2 separate regions of the Mus musculus genome follow, and region 2 is linked to region 1. Evidence: chromatin contacts called from public HiChIP or PLAC-seq data. All regions are on one chromosome and are shown on one strand. The core of a region is the stretch at or near the end of the contact, and the rest is flanking DNA. Distances in the headings are between cores, read along the strand shown.

Evidence for each region. HiChIP or PLAC-seq counts read pairs in DNA pulled down with a chosen protein or histone mark.
Region 2: a contact with region 1 is called in an H3K27ac HiChIP or PLAC-seq map of embryonic stem cells, with 9 times the contacts expected there. The contact joins the promoter of AU021063 here to the promoter of Tuba1c in region 1.

The regions. Positions count from the first base shown.
Region 1 is chr15:99,028,309-99,031,773 of GRCm38.p6, forward strand. It overlaps Tuba1c (tubulin, alpha 1C), which reads left to right and starts at 1,583. Exons shown (of 4, transcript NM_009448.4): 1 at 1,583-2,116. The coding sequence starts at 2,114.
Region 2 is chr15:101,219,360-101,222,824 of GRCm38.p6, forward strand. It overlaps AU021063 (expressed sequence AU021063), which reads left to right and starts at 1,888. Exons shown (of 3, transcript NR_045996.1): 1 at 1,888-1,966; 2 at 2,119-2,255; 3 at 2,430-2,796. It overlaps A330009N23Rik (RIKEN cDNA A330009N23 gene), which reads right to left. Exons shown (of 3, transcript NR_045328.1): 3 at 1,832-2,830.

The sequences.
Region 1 (3,465 bases), core at 333-2,832:
GCACCAGAAGAGGGCATTAGATCTCATTACAGGTAGTTGAGAGACACCATGTGGCTGCAGGGATTTGAACTCAGGACCTCTAGGAAGATCAGTCAGTGCTCTTAACCACTGAGCCATCTCTCCAGCCCCAGAAAGAAATTTCTAAAGAGCTAGCAGTTTAGTTGTGGAATCAGGCTTGTAAATAGATATTTTGTATGTAGTTAAGAAAAAAAAGAAAAGAAAAGAAAGTTGCCTTGCTGAGCTAGCAGGTCTTTACCATAGTTTAAGCCTCTGGTACTTTATTGGTATAAAGATTAGATAATTTAATCAGTTACAGTTGGTTCTCTCCTTACACTGGATAGGTCCTGGGAGTCAAACTCCCAAGTTCCTCGGGCTTGGTGGCAAATGACCTTACCACTGAGCCATCTTGTCTGCCTGTATTGTACCACTTTTCACAGCCATCCCTGGCATTCTAGTCTTTTCTATTTGAAACAAAGTAGCCTGGATCAAATTTGCCAGTCTTGTCCCCTGCCTGCTGAAATACAGGTATGCATCATCACATTCAAATAAGGGCGGCTTTTTAATTTGTGTGTGTGTGTGTGTGTGTGTGTGTGTGTGTGTGTGTGAGAGAGAGAGAGAGAGAGAGAGAGAGAGAGAGAGATTCTGTGTACGTGCATAGGCCAGAGGTCAATATGTTCCGTCTTCCTCTATGACTCTCCACCTTTTTTTTTTTTTTTTTTTTTTTTTTTTTTGAGACAAGGTTCCTCACTGAACTCTGATACTGCAAGAGCAGCTGGCCTGTGAGCTCCAGGCTCTTCCTGTCTCTCTCTCCTTAGTATGAAGAGGACAAGCAAGCACACCACTCCAGTTCCTTAAACTTTCCCAGGGATCTGTCTATCTCCTCAGCAGGACTGAATGGCACTTCTGAGAAATCTGCTTTGCGGAGTTGTTCAGACAAGTCTGTCTAGTGCAGGGCAGTGGGGCAGGGAAGTCCAACGTCTCCCGCGGTGGAGACACTTGCCTGCTTTGTTTCCCGAACTCTCCTCTCCTCTTGACTGTAAAATGAGGAGAGGAGCCCCCGGGCTCTTGGGCCAGAGAGAATGTGGTACTACAGAGTGAACTCTGCATCCCACAGACGCAGAGAAAGGAATTAGTGTGGATCGCCTGGGTTTAGCTTGAGCACTGCAGCGGGGACCCATCTTGGGGGGCGGGGGGGAGTTACGAGTTCCTCTCATAATGGGCCGAATAATTTTGTGCCTCTTAAGGCTCTTAAGACTCGGAATGTTTGCTTAAAGAGGAGCTGAGGCAGACTCTGCCTTCGAAAATAAAAGGGCGCTCGGGATGCTCTGGCAAATATCCTCAGGACTTGGGGGAAGGGTGGGGAGAAGGGAGGAAGGAGGAGAGGGCTAGCCTTCTAGAAGGCGGGAGTAAAGAGTAAGGTGCTTAGGACCCATTGGAGGCAACTGAGACCTAGGTTAGGAAAGATTGCCTTCAGGGGCTGCAACCCTGGTGATGTTGTAACCGGCTTTGGCTTGAGCTAACTTCAGCTCCACCCCTCCCACTGTGCCGTCAAGTTGACTGGGCGTTTCCATCTTGGCCCCCTGAAGCTGTCGCAGTCACCACCCTGCCGGCAGCCCCGGGTCACCTCTCTGGCTCACTCTTCCGGGCTCCAAGGCCTGGGTGGGGCGACCGAGCCACAAGTGCGGCGGCGATCAGCTGTGAGTCCCCGGTGGCTGAGCCAGGCCGCCCCCCTCTCTACCTGGGACTTTCTTCCGGCCAGAGCTCCACAAAGATCTCGCTGTCCTCCAACTTCCAATCGCCTTCCCCACCTTCTTCCCCGCCCCACCTGGCCCTGGCGTGGACCCTGGGTGTCTCCTCCCCTTCCCACTTCCAGCTCCTTCTACGGAGTTTGATTTGAACTTTCGAACCCGCCAATCATCGGCTTCGCTGCGGCCCGGGGCGGGGTCCGGTGTCCGCCCTCCCGACGCGTGGCCCGGCCAGGGTATATAAGCCCTGTCCTGGAGGCGGACCTTACACAGCTTCTCCCCCGGACTCCTTGGTAGTCTGTTAGTGGGAGATCTTCGTCACCCTTTTTCACTTCCTCAGTTTTCGCGGACCACTTCAAGGACTAAATATGGTGAGTATGGCTTTGGGGTAGCGGCGAGGTCGTCTGAAGGGACCGCGGGAGCTGAGGGCTGCCCGGGAGACGATACCTGCAATAGCCCCACGACGGCCGCCTCCAGTTAGACTGGCTTCTGGCGTTTGGGGTGTGAGAGCCTAGTCCACTAAACTAGTGTCGCTTTGGGCTGGAGGGCTCGTCCCGATCCTCTGTCTCGATCCTCCTGGGAGAGCATCCCGTCTCGGCCGCCGGTCGCTCCCGGAAAGGCAGGGAACTTTCACAATGATCACGAGAGTTTGGAGAAACTCAAAGGTCTCCATTTTCCTCAAATGATGTCGCTCTCCCAGCTGGGATAGCCCAGAGGACCTCGTGCGCTCTGGACAGGACTGAGCAAATACTTCCGGGCACCGTCTCCACGCCCTGTGACTCGCTGCTGAGTCACCTGTGGCCAGTCCCCGGCCCTTCCAGCTGCAGCTGTGCACCTGAGAAGGCGAGCTCCTCCGTAGGAGGGAATAATTGGCGTCAGATCCCCTAAGCCAGCCTAGTTTTTAGTGTTACTTCAACGGCATATTTATATTTAGCCCAGTTAAGAAAAAATGTCCGTAAAAAATTTTTTTTTCAATTTAAAGCTAGAGTAAACTACCAACAGCGGGTTTTTTTCTCTCCCTTCCCCTCTCCCCCCCCTCTCTCTCTCTCCTTCCTTCCTTCCTTCCTTCCTTCCTTCCTTCCTTCCTTCCTTCCTTCGATAAAGGGTTTCTTTGTAGCTCTGGCTGTAATAGAACTCACCCTGTAGACCAGGATGGTCTGGAACTCAGAGCTCTGCCTGCCTCTGCTACCTGAGCTGAGATGAAAGGCAAACCACTTGGCTTGCACTTTGGTTTTTGAGTGTCTTATGCTCATGCCAGTCTTGAAATCATTATGTGGCCAAACATGACCTTCAACTAAAACCAAGATCCTTCTGTCTCCACTACCCAAGAGCTAGGGTTATTCACCTGGTTAACAATGTATTAGTTCAGTTTTCAAGAAAAAAATGGGTGAGGCTATCAAACCCTGGGCTCTGGAGGCAGCGGCAGGAGTATCTTCTGAGTTCTGGTCAGCCAGCACAATGAGACCCGGTCTCAAAAGCAAACAAAGTTACCAGGAACTCAGCCCGGCTTGGAGGAGAGTGGCTAGTTCTCTAGACTTTGGAGGCTGAGACAGGGAGGGGGATTGCTCATCATGAGTTTGGGGCTCCTTAGTCCCTAGTGAGTCCCAGGCTAGAGCGGGCTACAGAGTGAATAATTTCGGTAAAAGGAACCTCCCTGCTAAATAAGTTTTAACTATTTGAGAGACCATTTACCTAGCCTGCACCTGGTCAGCTGACAATA
Region 2 (3,465 bases), core at 638-3,137, 2.2 Mb after region 1:
CCTATCTTGGCTTCCCAAGTGCTGAGATTAAAGGCTTGCACCACCACTCTCATGGATAATTTATAAACACAAACTTTTAGCTAACATTTCTAGGGATTGAAAAGCTGAAGATCAAGAGGCCGACAGCGTCAGTGTTTACAGAGAGCTTGGTCCTGGAAGATGGTGCTTTTCCCGTTCTGGCAGGAAGGGAAACAGGCTCCCGGGAGACTCTTTTATAAGAGTACTTGTCTTAGAGTTTCTATGGCTGTGATGAGACACCATGACCAAAGCATGGTGGGGAGGAAAGGGTTAACTTGTCTTACACTTCCTCAGCGCTGGTCATTTTCGAAGGAAGTCAGGACAGGGACACAAACAGGGCAGGAACCTGGAGTCATGAGCTGATGCAGAGGTCATGGAGGGTGCTGCTTAATGGATTGCTCCTGGCTTGCTCAGCCTGCTCTCTTATAGAACCCAGAATCACCAGCCCAAGGATAGCACCACCCACAAAGGGCTGGACCCTCCCCCATCATTCAATAATTAAGAAAACGCCCTATGGCCAGATCCTATGGGGGCATTGTTTGATTGTTTGCTTGCTTGCTTGTTTTTTGAGACAGGGTTTCTCTGTGTAGCTCTGGTTATCCTGGAACATGCTCTGTAGAGCCGGCCTTAAACTCAGAGATCCACCTGCCTCTGCCTCCTGAGTGCAGGGACTAAAGTCACACACTGCCACCACCACCAGGCTTGGAGGCATTTTCTCAACAGACACTCCCTTTTTTTCAGATAAGTCCAGTCTGTGTCAAGTTGACACAAAACTGCCCAGCACAGTGCTTGTTCCATTCACAAGGACAGAGCCCTCCTGACTGAATGAATCACCAATCCTCCTAAACCCTCCACCACTTAGTATCACAGTGAGGGCTGAGTCTGTGGGACACCGGCTTCCACACTACAGCTGATTGTAAGCAGGGGCGTGATGTGGCCCTGCTTGTCTGTAGGGAGGCACTTTCTGTGGTAGCAGACCATTAGAACTGTGAGGAGAGACACAGCCAGTGGGGCAGGAGACAGGTTCAGGCACGATCAGACAGCCATGCAGAAAGGGGATGCTGACTTCTGTCTGAAGTCAGTGGCAGAGAGAGCCATGGCCAGGGGCGGGGGTGGGGGGTTGTTCTAGCATGAGCATTTTGGGGTTTGGGTAGCCTGATACACAATGCTGCCCACCACCACCACCCAAAAAGCCAGGGATTAGACGCTGAGCAGGTGTTCATTTGCCAACAGGGAAGAGGTCTGTGGAGTTCCTGCCCTAAGAGCTTCCATCTTCTGCATTTCTCCTGCTAAAGTGAGAGGTGAGGAAATATGTATTCCATGTCTCATGAGTGACGTGTTGCTGCTCTGAGGAAAACCAGACTGAGTGTCCCTTCCTTCTGTCACTCCAACCTGGCCATTCGAGAGGCAGATGCTTGGCCTCTGGATGGGACTAGACCAGGAGACACCCATATCCAACACAAACTGTCCTATCTACCTGGCTCCTACCTACAGACCTCCTGGGAGTCAGATCTCTGAACTGTACTGGATCAGACCTGCTAGAACTCTCCCGCAGCAGGGCCCCAGCACCAACACAACACTGTACCGCGAGAACGCTGTTAGGCAATAGGAGTCATTAAGAAAACAAGCATTCCCTGCCCAGCCAGCTGCCCACCGGCTGTTCTATACCTCCTGCAAGCAGTGATGTCATGCAGCTGAGGCCCAGCCCATCATTCCTGGTGTACCAGAGAGCCAGCTGAGCCCCAGGCCCTCTCTTGCTGCTAACTCCCCTCCCCATCCCCTCCCCTCCCCCCTCCCACACAGAAGCAGAGGCGGCATCCATAGAGCTATTTATTCATCCTTGCTAGTTCTGTGCCCTGAAGTAACTGACTCACTGGGACTCTACAGCGTCTGAACTTTCGCAGCTCTAGTGCTCCAACTTTCCGAGGGTTCCCCAGAACTTAAGCAGGTCTGTGGGGTCACAGGGAATTGTGGATTGGTGGGAGACTTGGCAAGGGGTTGTCCTTAAAGAAGTGAGAAGGGGCTTTGTCCGTTAGACAGCCTCTACTAATCCCATGCTACCCAGGTCTCCCCTCCCCCCACCCTTAAACCCCATCTTAGGATGGAGCAGCTGGAGCCAAAGAACTGGGAAACATGAACTCCCTGGGAACAAGACACCTGCTTCGACATAAGTTGCAGACGAAGTATAGATTTCTCAGGAGCAGATCCACAGGGGATTTGCTAAGAGGCATGAGGAGGTAAGGGACATTCTGGAGAGGCAGGAGGCCTGGGTAAGGCTAATTGGAGGAGGGGAACAGATGCTAGGCAAGGGGCGTGGCATAAGAGGAGGTGGGGCAGAGAAGGCTGAGCTCTGGAGCCGTGCTGTGGAGTACTTTTAACCGGCAGCATCTCCCTCCTCACAACTTCCTCAGTGTGAACTCAGTTACCAGCTCACTACAGATCCTCCTGGAGGAACAAATGCTGTATGGGATCCCAAAATATGGCAAGGTTTCCAGGTGGCGCCGAGCACCAGACGGCTTTGAGTCTGGAGATAGTTCCACCACAAGGCTCACGACCAGCAGAGGGTGCCACCATCCCACAGGGAGGCACCCAGGACTCTCCAATCCTCCCTGGAGAAACTGTGGAACCGCAGAGGAATCAGGCAGTCCGCTCCCCAGCTGCCAGCTGCTGAATTAGCAGTCTTTGTCAAGAGTCCTGGGTTCCTAAATCCATTCCGGGGCAGTCTTTCCCTCTCTGACTGCTGTCTCAGGCAGGAGGGCTTGGACCACACACGTCTTTTCCAGAACATGAGGCCTCTTCCAGCTCTGAAATCCTAAGATTTGAGAAAATCATGCCAAGGACTTAGAGAAATTGCCTTTTCTGGGCTCACACTTGCTCTGGGTTTTCTAGCACCTTCTTGCTTAGGTGAGAACTTCAGCTCCCTGTGGTGGCTTCTCACCTGGAGGCAAGAGGCAATCGGACCTGCACAAACTGGGGTTGTGGGGGAAGAGGTGTTTACCTCTAATCAGCACAAAGGACTTCTGTCAACAGGGCTGTTAGATACGCATTCACTAATCCTCCAGAGTAGGCAGGTGGCACCTTCATAGGTGGCACAGGATCTCGTTGGGGGTGTGTGGGGGGAGGGTCCTTTCGTGGATAAGAACTAGAATGAACGCAATACAAACTTTTCTGTCTTCTACCTTCGTAACTCCCCACCCCCTCCCCCACTACAGATGCCGTCTGTCAGGCAACAGACGGTCCAGGGGTCCATCTGTGTTAATGCTCTCAATAAGAGTCCCATGTTTCTCCACTGACTCTCCCTTGGCCCCTCAACCGATGGCCACTTGGTGGTTAAATCAGGGAGAGAAGCATTAAGGGAGACATCTTAGCTAACATAGTCCCTAAGCCACCCTTCCCACTTATACTTCTTGTGTAGTGAGGGCACAGGGGCCTGGGTGAGAGTAGGGG